2 separate regions of the Lactuca sativa genome follow, and region 1 is linked to region 2. The links are chromatin contacts, called in public Hi-C maps. All regions are on one chromosome and are shown on one strand. Each heading gives the region's core, a stretch centred on a gene start, on an enhancer-like site or on the middle of the called end of the contact. The rest is flanking DNA. Distances are from core to core; before and after follow the strand shown. Region 1 holds the start of LOC111913276 (40S ribosomal protein S11-2). Region 2 holds the start of LOC111913273 (dynamin-related protein 3A).

The links. A called contact is a pair of places that touch in the nucleus more often than the background predicts.
Region 1: a contact with region 2 is called in a Hi-C map of seed, with 4 times the contacts expected there. The contact joins the promoter of LOC111913276 here to the promoter of LOC111913273 in region 2. A contact is called at or near these places in 3 of 4 Hi-C or Micro-C datasets (leaf and seed).

The regions. Positions count from the first base shown.
Region 1 is chr5:255,385,377-255,391,488 of Lsat_Salinas_v11, reverse strand. It overlaps LOC111913276 (40S ribosomal protein S11-2), which reads right to left and starts at 1,910. Exons shown (of 6, transcript XM_023908995.2): 1 at 1,797-1,910; 2 at 1,656-1,696; 3 at 1,450-1,550; 4 at 1,196-1,340; 5 at 1,002-1,091; 6 at 638-904. The coding sequence starts at 1,808. The coding sequence ends at 811.
Region 2 is chr5:255,244,627-255,250,581 of Lsat_Salinas_v11, reverse strand. It overlaps LOC111913273 (dynamin-related protein 3A), which reads left to right and starts at 3,909. Exons shown (of 19, transcript XM_023908991.3): 1 at 3,909-4,436; 2 at 5,180-5,462; 3 at 5,564-5,592; 4 at 5,718-5,819; 5 at 5,915-5,955. The coding sequence starts at 4,050.

The DNA of each region.
Region 1 (6,112 bases), core at 661-3,160, 140 kb before region 2:
TGGCATTGGCATAGATCTAGGTTGGTGTATTGGCTAGGTTTGCAAATTTGGTGTGTAGTCTTTTAGTTAATTTGTTGTTTTTGTTAGTCTTGGATAATATTGGCCGATGTTTTGGTTTAATGACAGTTGAAAATGGTAATGTTAATTTAATAAATTATTTGGGCACTGATTGCAATATTTAAATTGGCTTTAATTATTAAGGTATTGGTTGCAATACGAAAATAATTATAAAGGACAAAAAGCATACTACCTTTATTCCACCCATCTCTTAGTGCCTTGAAACAACATAAAACCTTTGAAAATTGTTCATTTGGATTAATAGTTAGTCCACTTTACATGTGCTACATGAGTTAGACCTCAAAATGTTTTTATTGGCATAAGGGGGTCCAAAAAGGTTTCTAAAAAAAAAACACCTTAGTATAAAGATATCTTCAAGGTTGATAACGAGCATAATCCGCTTATTTTCAATAGCTTATTGTTTCAGGAAAATGATATTTACACAATAACTTTTTGTAATACGCATTTTAAAAGGATTTGTATAATCCTCGAAACTGTTATGCATGGCAAAAAGTTAGTATAAAGATCAGCTAATTCACATCTATCAAAATCATCATTAAATGAACAAATAGCCAAAACAAGAACAAATGCCAAATCAAAATTTGATTTTTAATGTTTACAATCATACCATAATTGCGAACATCAAAGTAAAAAAAAAAAATACATCTACCGAAACATTTAAACCAAACTGTTAAAAAAAAAACAAGTATCGCTACAAAACCAGCAAATCAAATTCAAGATAAAGCTTTTTCCTTAGAAGCCTGCAAACGCCTTCTTCCCAGTACTTCCAGAAGATCCAGCTGGAGTCACCTTCAACACATTGAACCTCACAGTCTTTGACAATGGTCTGCAACAAAAATACAAATAATTAAAAATTAAAAACATATATAAAATATAAGAATCAAATCAAAATATAAATAAGGGGATTATATCTAAAATGTCACCTGCACTGTCCAATTGTGACTCGGTCACCTTCTTTCACACGAAAACATGGAGAAATGTGAGCTGGAGTGTTCGAGTGCCTCTTCTCATATCTATCAATCAAACAAAACAGCATACAAATAAGATTGATTTAGAATTTGTTATGTATTTAAGGGTATTTGATAAAATCACAACAGATGGGATTGTGTCTTCTTGCCTTTGGTATTTCTTCACATAATGGAAGTAGTCCCTACGTACGATAATGGTCTTCACCATTTTCGCACTGTGGCATGTTCCGGAAAGAATACGACCTCTAATGGAGACATCACCAGTGAAAGGGCACTTCTTGTCAATGTAAGTTCCTAAAGATATTAAGTACATAATTAAGATCATACTGTAAATCACATATCTAACAGCTTCGAAATCATTTGAAAAAAACAGATAGAAAAGGTGTTTGATGAACGCTAATACCTTCAATAGCTTCTCTTGGAGTCTTAAACCCAAGACCAACACTCTTCCAGAATCTGTTTCCACCCTTCCCAGGCCTCTTCCCTTTCCCACTTTTCTTCGAACTAATACACAATTAAGAATACCAACATCATCTTCCATATGCAAATTAGCATAAATATAGAAAAAAGAACAAAAAATTCGAACACGAAAAGAGGCTAGTTTCTCACCATAGAAAGACCTTGGGTTGCTTCAAAAACGCCTTCTCCGTCTATCAGGAAATAGAGAAAACAAAAAGAAAAGCAAAATGTCAAGATCTGTAGGAAACGAGATGAGCATAAAAGTCGAGAGTTGATAGATTAGATAACAACCTGTTCAGCCATTGTTGGTAGAGATCGGAGCTTTTCAGTGGCGGAAGCACAGGTAGAAAATAAGCGGAGGCAGATGTAAACCCTAGCAAGCTTATATATTTAATGAGGTTAAGTTGGGCCTTGTGGGCTTCTAATCAATAAATGACTCTAGTGGGCTGGGCTGCTGTTTTATGTCTAATTGTCTACTACAATCGATGGAATGTGTATTTTAAACAATTTCTATGCAAAATCAATTAGGGAGTATGATATTGGATTATAAGTTTATAATCGACTAAAATGTACAAATTTATTTGTTCATTTTGGTCCAAAAAAATTTGGACTAGCACTACAGGTCCAAAGGTTTAATTTTGTTGCGAATTTGATCCAAAACACTTTAAAAATTCTTCGGATTTGTCTATTTATATTTGTTTTTTTTCTTTTTTTCCTTTACTATTATTTTATTATTTAATTATAAAGGGTCTCTCTCTCTCTCTCTCTCTCTCTCTCTCTCTCTCTCTCTCTCTCTATATATATATATATATATATATATATATATATATATATATATATATATATATATATATATATATGTTTTTGTTTTAAAGGAAAACATAATGAAATCTTCATCAATAAAGATTTGTGTTCATTCATCTCTATTTCAACACTCCACATATTTGGGGATTTTTCAATTTATGATTTCAAAAAACTCATCAGTTACCAACAGTGAAGTTCGGGAAAGGATTTGCTTCACAATGATTCCAAAATGTTGAGAAGCATACGTAATTTATAGCTATCTCAAAACTCTCCTAAAAGAAATCTTAATTTCCTGTTAGGGGCAGATCAAGTATCCTTCGTCATCGAAGGTGTCGGTGAATGCGACATCATTGAAGAGAAAGGTGTCGCTTTTCAGAGCCTTCGGCAGATTAACTAGTCGTTATGGTAACACTAGTCCTATAAAAAGACGAATAAGGCTAGATATGGAGATCGAGGTCACCGGAGCCACAACAACCCCTAGCTTCGATTAAGTTTTCATTGTCGCTGTTATAAAGATTCGATTACGGTTTTGCCTCCGCTTCATATCCATCTCTCTCACCATCGATGTGAAAAGCCCTCATCGTCTTCGCTATGAAGATCCACTGCAAAACCCTCATTGCTATGAAAATCCACAACAAATCCTAGCTCTGATTCCTTCCTCTTGTTATCAATGAAGACATCTTTTTCTCCATCATCACCATCTTTATGTCATTTGAATTTTTCTCCATCATCATCATCATCTTTCTGTCATTCAAATCTAGAAGTTGCAAATCAATTTGGTGATCAAGTAGACAGTTTTCACCAAACATGATAATGCTTCAAACTGTAACACGAGCAAGAGGAGATATATATATATATATATATATATATATATATATATATATATATATATATATATATATATATATATGAGAGAGAGAGAGAGAGAGAATTTACTTTTTTATTTTTCTTTTAATCAGAAAAGTTATTAAATAAATAAAAAAGTGAAAAGGAAAAACCTAATGGTAAAATTGTCATTATAAAAAGACAAAACTGCACAAATGGTCCCTGTGGTTAGCTGAAAATTGACACTTTGGTCCAAAAAAGTTTTGACTAGCACTGGAGGTCCAAACTTTTCATTTTGTTGCGAGTTTGGTCCACTTTGCTTTGAACTCTTTTATAATGACGATTTTGCCCTTGTATATTTTTTTTGTAAATTTATTTATTATGCAAAAAAAAGAACAAAAAAGAAAAAAAATACTCTCTCTCCACCTTATACCCCCTTCATCAACGCCACCATCATTAGTCAACAATACAACCACCAACACCGGCCAACACAACAACCTCCACCACCACGACACCACCGGTCAACACCTACATCTGTAAACAACATTGTCATCATAGATCCAACAGTAACACCATTTTTCTTCTTCTTCTTCTTCTTCTTCTTCTTCTTCTTCTCTCATCTGAGGTGAAACACTACCTTTCTCTCCATCTCTCCTACAGATCCGATACTGGGGAGGTGGTCAGAAGAATCAAAAGATTGAAAACAAACAAGAAGATCGAAGGTCTGCCATCTGCATAAATACATCGTCATCTAAACCTTCTTCACCTCCGACGCCATTGTTAGGGTTTCGTAAACCTTCACCAGTATAATGGTGGTGATAGGGTTTCAGATCTTGAAACCAAAATGAAACCCTAATCTAGACTCGTTCTTACAGGTCTTGAAAGGAGAAGGAGGTGGTGTTAGGGTTTCAGGAAAATAGAAGGGGGCAGGAAGAGAAGGAGAGAGATGTAGACAGATGAAGAGGAAGTGGGTGGTGTTCTTCGTCTTCTGAAGGATTCAATTGGGAAATCTTCTTTTGTAACAACAAAGCTTGACATCGTCTTCATAAAGTGGTTGTTAAAAGTTCTCCAGCTTCCTCAGTCTTCACAATTCCCTAAATGAAATGATTAAAAGAGATCTTGAAGTTGTATACCCAGATCTGCAAACTAGACAAGGGAAATTATATGGGTGTCTTGAAATGTGATTTTCGTTTCGTTGTGAAATTTATGATTTAAATCAGAAGCTTAACTGAAATCAGTCATTGAGAATTTAATCGGTAAAGGTAGTGGAGGAATAGAGGGTGGTGGGCAGCTGTGGTAGTGACGTGGTGGAGCAAGGTGGTCCTCGGTGGTGTTGGGGTATTTCTTGGTGTCGCCGGTGGTTAGGGAATGAAGCAGCAACGAGGGGTGATTGGATGGTGTTTCTCCAATGACTGGGTGATTGAGGTCGCTTCCTCCTTTTGGGTTTCACAAAAAAAACGAAGTGGGCGTTTAGGAGAGAGAGAGAGAGAGAGAGAGATTTCTATTCTTTTTTATTTTTTTAATCAATCAAATATTTAAATAATTAAATAAAACTGAAAAAGTAAAAGGTAAGGGTAAAATCGTCATTATAAAATAGTTTAAAGCAAATTGGATCAAACGTGCAACAAAATGAAAAGTTTGGACCTGTAGTGCTAGTCCAAACTCTTTTGGACCAAAGTGGCAATTTTCAGCTAACCACGGGGACCATTTGTGCAGTTTAGTCTTTTAAAAAAGTTAAATGCAAATTGGACCAAACTCGCAACAAAATGAAAACTTTGGACCTTTGGAGCTTGTCCAAACTTGTTTGGACCAAATATACAATTTTGAGCAAACCACATGGACCATTTGTACAGGTTAGTCTTTATAATTACATAATTCTATTTAACCTAAAATCAAAATTTATTTAATGGAAAGTGAGTCTTTATTTAATTATAAAATGTACATTATGAGGTCTTTAAATATGATTTTAATAGGAAGATAATAAAAAATATTACAAATTTTATTGAAGGGTAATCAATTCTTTATTTAATTGTAAAATGTATATGAGGTCTTTAAATATGATTTAATATGAAGCTAGTAAAAAATATTAAGTTCATGTCTACTTTACGTCCAATTTGTTATTGAATTAGTAGATCTCTTGCTTCGCACCAATTGGATTTTTGCACCTTTTTTGTTTGTTGTATAAGTGCAGATTTTCTTTGTTGCATGAGCGGACACAGTAAAGAGATCGTTTTCATTAGATTAAGGGCGTGTTTGGCAAAGAATTTTTGGAAGCGTTTGAGAGCTTCTAGCTTTTAGCTTTTGATAAAACGCTTTAGTTTAAACAAAAAGTTTCGTTTGGAAATACAAGCGTTTAATTTTTAGTTTAAACAAAACACTCAAAATCTAAAAGTTACTTCATGTAGCGTTTAATAAAACGCTACTGAGCTTTTGAAATCAATTTCCATAATTACCTTTAAAAATATATTTATATATTTATTTATTTTTAATTAGTTGTCCTTTATGTAATTTTATATATTTCAAAAGTTTCCAGCTACTTTTGTCAAACACTCATATAACAAATAAAAGTTACAGTTTCCCGTTTTTCGCTACCCGCTACCAGCTATCTGCTAACCGCTTCCAGCTAACAACTACTTTTGCCAAACACGCCCTAAATGTCAAATGTTGAATAAACCTTGCAGAATAAACAGAAAGAAGAAATATAAATAATTTTATTAATAAACAAAAATACATATGACATATCTACATTGGATTTGGTGTTTTATGTGTACAGAGTTTAAGTATCTAAAGAACTTTGGTTATTTATCGTTCTTTCTAAGAAACACACACACACACACACACACACATATATATATATATATATATATATATATATATATATGTCATGTCATGACAACATCTACATCATAACACCCAAAATACATGACATGAGGGATAATTTCATACTTTTATTTAGAAGGAACTCATTTTAATAGTGA
Region 2 (5,955 bases), core at 2,660-5,159:
AAAGTTACAGATTGAAACATACGAGCACATTTGAACAGATTGCTGCTACCATTTGAGCACATTTCCAACAAAGATCTTTAATATAAAAGCATATACAACAACCAGCAAACACTTAGATTTCTAAAACTTCATCTGAAATGAAGAAATAAATATGTATATAATTATGATTTTCATAATTTAAGTATGTGACTAACACACGCATCAGTACCCACACATCAATTATTAAGTAAAAAAAAAGAACAATCGCTTACTTCAATCTCAACACGTGGAGTAACAGTCAACATATAGTCGAAGCAAATAAGATCAATCGCCCCAGATCTACATACACGGTCTGCAATCGGAGGAAAAAATATTTTTTATTAATAAAAAAGTTCTTTATTAGTAGCGTCTAGGTTTTACACATGAAATCCACATAAAATTAAAAGAAAATAATGATGCATAGACAAACATACATTCAAATAAGCAATTTCATATACCAACCTGAAGCTAGAAAACACAAAATTGAAACCTAAAATCAAAATACAGTATGGATGACTTACCTCACAATAATCAACGTCATAACTAAAACCTAATCGGATCATAAGGAGCAGCACACGAATCACAAATCACAAATCACAAAGTAAACTAATAAAACCCAACGATTGAAGTTGATTTGGGAAATCGGTAAAAGATGCAATCGGTTGGAGGTGTAATTGCGATCTCATAAAAACTACAATACAAAGGTTTAAATTTGGATAATATTATGATTGCTTAAATTTTGTGACAATCAATATCAAAATTATGGTAGTTGATATATCGGAATCAAGGGATATTCCTGATTTTATGGGATCGTGATTTGATTTAAATGAAATTTAAAATTGAGTTTGAATGTATTGACTTTTGACTTATACTCTTAGACTTCCGTTAACAATGCTTTAGGCGGGAATTAGTTTATGAGAAAAGAGGAGGAAATGACAAGTGGATTGTTATGGGTTATTAGAGGGACATGTGGCACCTCAGGGAGGTTTTTATTAGGTAGAGAGATTATTATTATTATTATTATTATTATTATTATTATTATTATTATTATTATTATTATTATATTCTTCTAAATAATTGGTTTTGATGCATCATTTTAATCCCTTCAATTATTAAACATAAAGATATTTAATTAAAAATTTATAACATACATAGGTGCATATATATGTTAAACAAATAACATATAATATATATTTTCGTAAATGTCATATGTAATTCTTGTCGTAGTAATATGGATAAATTACTTTCATATGAAGAACATATCATGATAATTCATCATAATTACATATCAAACGTTAAATTATGTTATCTTTTAAATATTGTTTTGTAAATATGTTGTGTAGGATAACCCAACAAAAAAATAATAGAAAATCAACATAATCAAAATAGAAAAACTACAATCATATAAATAAGAACATTGGGTGGTTGAATATATAAATAAAAATGTTACATAAATATACGTTTAAATCAAAAGAAAAAATTAACATTCGTCTACTTTTCTAAAAAAAAAAAAACCTATATCTATTTTCTGAATCTTCTTTCTCTATTGAACACCATTCAACCATAGAAACTTGATGACAATAGAAAAACTTCGTATAATACATACAAATCACATATAAAGGTCAAATGAGAAATTGAATATAAAGAAAGAATAGAAAAACTTCGTATAATACATACAAATCACATATAAACGTCAAATGAGAAATTGAATATAAAGAAAGAATAGAAAAACTTCGTATAATACATACAAATCACATATAAAGGTCAAATGAGAAATTGAATATAAAGAATATAAAAACTTCGTATAATACATACAAATCACATATAAAGGTCAAATGAGAAATTAAATATAAAAAAGAATATAAAAACTTCGTATAATACATACAAATCACATATAAAGGTCAAATGAGAAATTAAATATAAAGAAATAATAGAAAAACTTCGTTTGTTTTGGTTGAAAGAAAAATCATATTATAATTACCATCGATGCGACATAACCCATTTCTTCAAATCATCATATTTGGATCGTGAATGCTTCAACTATATGAAAACTTTTGAATCATACTATCTTCAACCAAATGACGACTTTTTGTAAGAAAAATGTACTAATATAACTACATATATAATGAAGGTGAAAAGGTGTGGGAGTTTGAAATGCATGAGGTGTTGAACTTATAGAGTGTGTGATTTTCTTGGAATGAGATTATGTGTGATTAATTACTTTGAAGGTGAAAGGGTGTGGGAGTTTCAAATGCATGAGGTGCTGGCAAAATTTTATGGGGGTTTCAAATGCATGAGATTCAAGAAAAAATGTTAGCTTTATAAGTATGTATGATGAACATAAAAAATTTATTTAAATCACTAATAATACGTGGCAAAAACGACATGTCACAATTCAAATACCAATCAATGTTGCAGTAATTGTGAATAATATTAAGGGATAATGACTTAAAAGGGTAACATATTATTCAATTTGTACACATTTGGTCACTGAGTTTTTTTTTTATTCATATTTACCCCTTAAACTTGTTAAACTGTACCCATTTAGTCCTTATGACTTGTTACTCCAGGTTAGCCGGGAAAAATGACTTGATAGGGTAATATATTTTTCATTTTGTACACATTTAACTCTTAATATTTTTGTACATATTTAGTCCTTAACATTTTTTTGTTTCAAGATAAGTCCTTTTTTGTACTCATTCAATACTTATTAATGATTTCTTTAGGTTTTTTTCACGACATCTTACGTGAGCCAATCATTGATGAGTTGCTTAGGGTTGTTGATGCTTATGTCTAATGCGATCTCGATTGCTTGGTTGCGTAAGTCTTGTGGTTTGGCTTAGGTCTTGTATTTTGAACATCGTAACTTCTTCATACAATATCAGATTTTAAAGATCTTTATCCACATGTTTATTTTTTGAGTCTACTACAACTTTCATTAAGATTACTCCCGTTAAAATGTAATATATTTTTACTAACGATTTTTTTAAAAACATACATACATGCATTCATAAAAAACGTATGGACATGGGAAGACACAGTAATACATAGTACGTGTTGCCGAGATGAAATAGGTGTTGCCGATACATGGAAAATAGTTATAAACGTAAAAAAAAGCGAAACTTTTTCCACTGCGAACAAAAAAAACAGGTGTTGTCGGTGCAACACCGGGACCATACTAAATCCGCCATCGCGTATGGATATAAAAATCGTAAGTAAAAATATATTATTTTTTAATGGGAGTAATCTAAATGAAAGTTGTAGTAGAGTAAAATACGAATGCAAGAATATAAAGATCGTTAAAATCCGAGATCATATGAAGAAGTTACGACGTTCAGAATACATGACCTAAACAACCAAATAGTCGAGATCGCGATAGATATAAGCATCAAAAAAAGCCCCATACACCTCATTAATGAATGCCCCACGTAATATTTTGTGAGAAAAAACTAAAAAATCATTCTTAAGTACTGTATGAGTACAAAAAAATAACTTATTTTGCAAAAAAAAAGGACTAAATGTGTACAAAAATATTAAGGACTAAATGTGTACAAAGTGAGAAATATATTACCCTATTAAGTCATTTTTACCGGGTAACCTGGAGTAGCAGATCATAAGGACTGAATGTATACAGTTTAACAAGTTTAAGAGGTAAATGTGGACGAAAAAAACTCGGTGACCAAATATGTACAAACCAAAAAATATATTACCCTTTTAATTCATTATCCATAATATTAATCTCAAACCAAAAGTAAATTAAAGAAGATAAATGTATTTCCTGAAAAAGCAAATTCAAATTTCGAATGTTTTAAATCAAAAAATTGGACAACACGACATCACAATATGTCAATTTCACCCCTTATAAATTGAAAAGTTTCACTTTATTCCCATCTGCTTGGGCGGCACGAGAATCTCCCACATCTCTTTCTAAACTATTTGGCATTTGCAACACAAACCACTTTCTCTCCACCTCCCTCGTACCTCTAGGGTTTCACACACTCAAATTCGATCTCACCACCAAATCCAGTTCAATGGCAGACGAACCAGTAGTCCCTTCGTCGCCTCAACAACAACCATCTTCATCCAACTCCAACGCCGCTCCTCTTGGCCACAACGTCATCCCCATCGTGAACAAGCTTCAAGACATTTTCGCTCAGCTTGGAAGCTCCTCTACTATCGAGCTCCCTCAGGTCGCCGTTGTTGGTAGCCAGAGCAGTGGTAAATCCAGTGTGCTTGAAGCTCTCGTTGGCCGTGACTTCTTGCCCAGGGGATCCGACATCTGCACTCGCCGACCTCTCGTGCTTCAGCTGCTTCAGACTAAGCGGAAGCCTGACGGCACCGATGAAGAGTATGGTGAGTTCTTACACGTGCCGGGGAAGAGGTTCTATAATTTCAATGAAATTCGTAAGGAAATTCAGGTACTTCGTCGCAACAGCCAATTTGTTACTTTTATCATCATCATCATCATTATAGTAGTTTTTATATTACTATCTGAGTTGACCTAGCTTGAACTGGTACGTTAAACATTTATGAATTTTCTCCAGTGAAATTTAAAAAAGCACATTTCTTGCGCAGATGCACTTTTTGTTACTCAAAAAAGATTTCTCATGTATATTTGAGATCTCTTGTCTTTAAAATAAAGGGCTTTGAATACTTAGACCAAAAGCAGTTTTTTCTACCTACCAAGATTAATAACACACTGCCTAAATTCGTCAACTTCACAAAACTCAAAACTACATGTCTGATAGAACCCTGAGTGTATTTTACTGGAGCTTATAGAGCGTGACATTTTAATTGTTATGGATAATGGTTCAGAATTTGTCCAACTGCCTGTTAAACCTAGCAACATGAGTCTTTGTCTTTCAGGCCAGCAAAGCATCTATATCCTCTCATGTTCTAGTAATTTTTGTATATACTCGTAAGCTGCATCAGCTAGGTGATCAGATTATTCAGGGTTAGATGAGATCATGAGAGTGTCTTTGGTATAGCTCATCTGAATCAATTGTATATTTGTGTATGAGGATTCATTAAGAGGAAAAAATGTTAGAGCTCTGATAAGTGTGGATTCTTTAATCCTCTATGATAAAGCTAAACTTTATTTTATGTCAACCAACACAAAGTCTGATCACTAACACCTTAGTTGGGTGTCTGAATACTGTAGGCTGAGACAGATAGGGAAGCAGGAGGAAACAAGGGTGTCTCTGATAAACAAATTCGTTTAAAGATTTTTTCCCCTAATGTACTTGACATCACCCTTGTGGATTTACCTGGTATAACAAAAGTTCCTGTTGGAGATCAACCATCAGACATTGAAGCTCGTATTAGGACAATGATAATGTCATACATTAGGCTTCCCAGCTGTTTAATCCTAGCTGTCACACCTGCAAATGCTGACCTTGCCAACTCAGATGCACTTCAAATCGCTGGAAATGCAGATCCTGATGGTAGGCACTGATTTCATTGAGTGATTTTGGTACAAAAAAAACTAGAAATAGAATGAAAGTTCATCTCTTTAACATGGCTTCTTTTCTTTTTGTGCTGTTAGGTTACAGGACAATTGGTGTGATCACAAAGGTATACTATAAGTCTATATTTATAACTAACATACATGATTTCAGTTTCAATTTATTCTTACTTCTCTTCCATTATATAGTATTATTTATATAGTAATCACAATGTTGTCCTTTTTGATGCTTTAGTTGGATATTATGGATAGAGGAACCGATGCACGTAATTTTTTGCTTGGAAAAGTGATCCCCCTTCGACTTGGCTTTATTGGTGTTGTAAATCGTAGTCAGGAGGTAATAATTATATTCTTTGTTCTATTATTATTATATATAATGTTAGTTTTCTTTATCTTTTAATCTAACAATGGTTGCCATATTCTTAAAAACAGGACATTATGTTCAACCGAACTATTAAAGATGCACTAGCAGC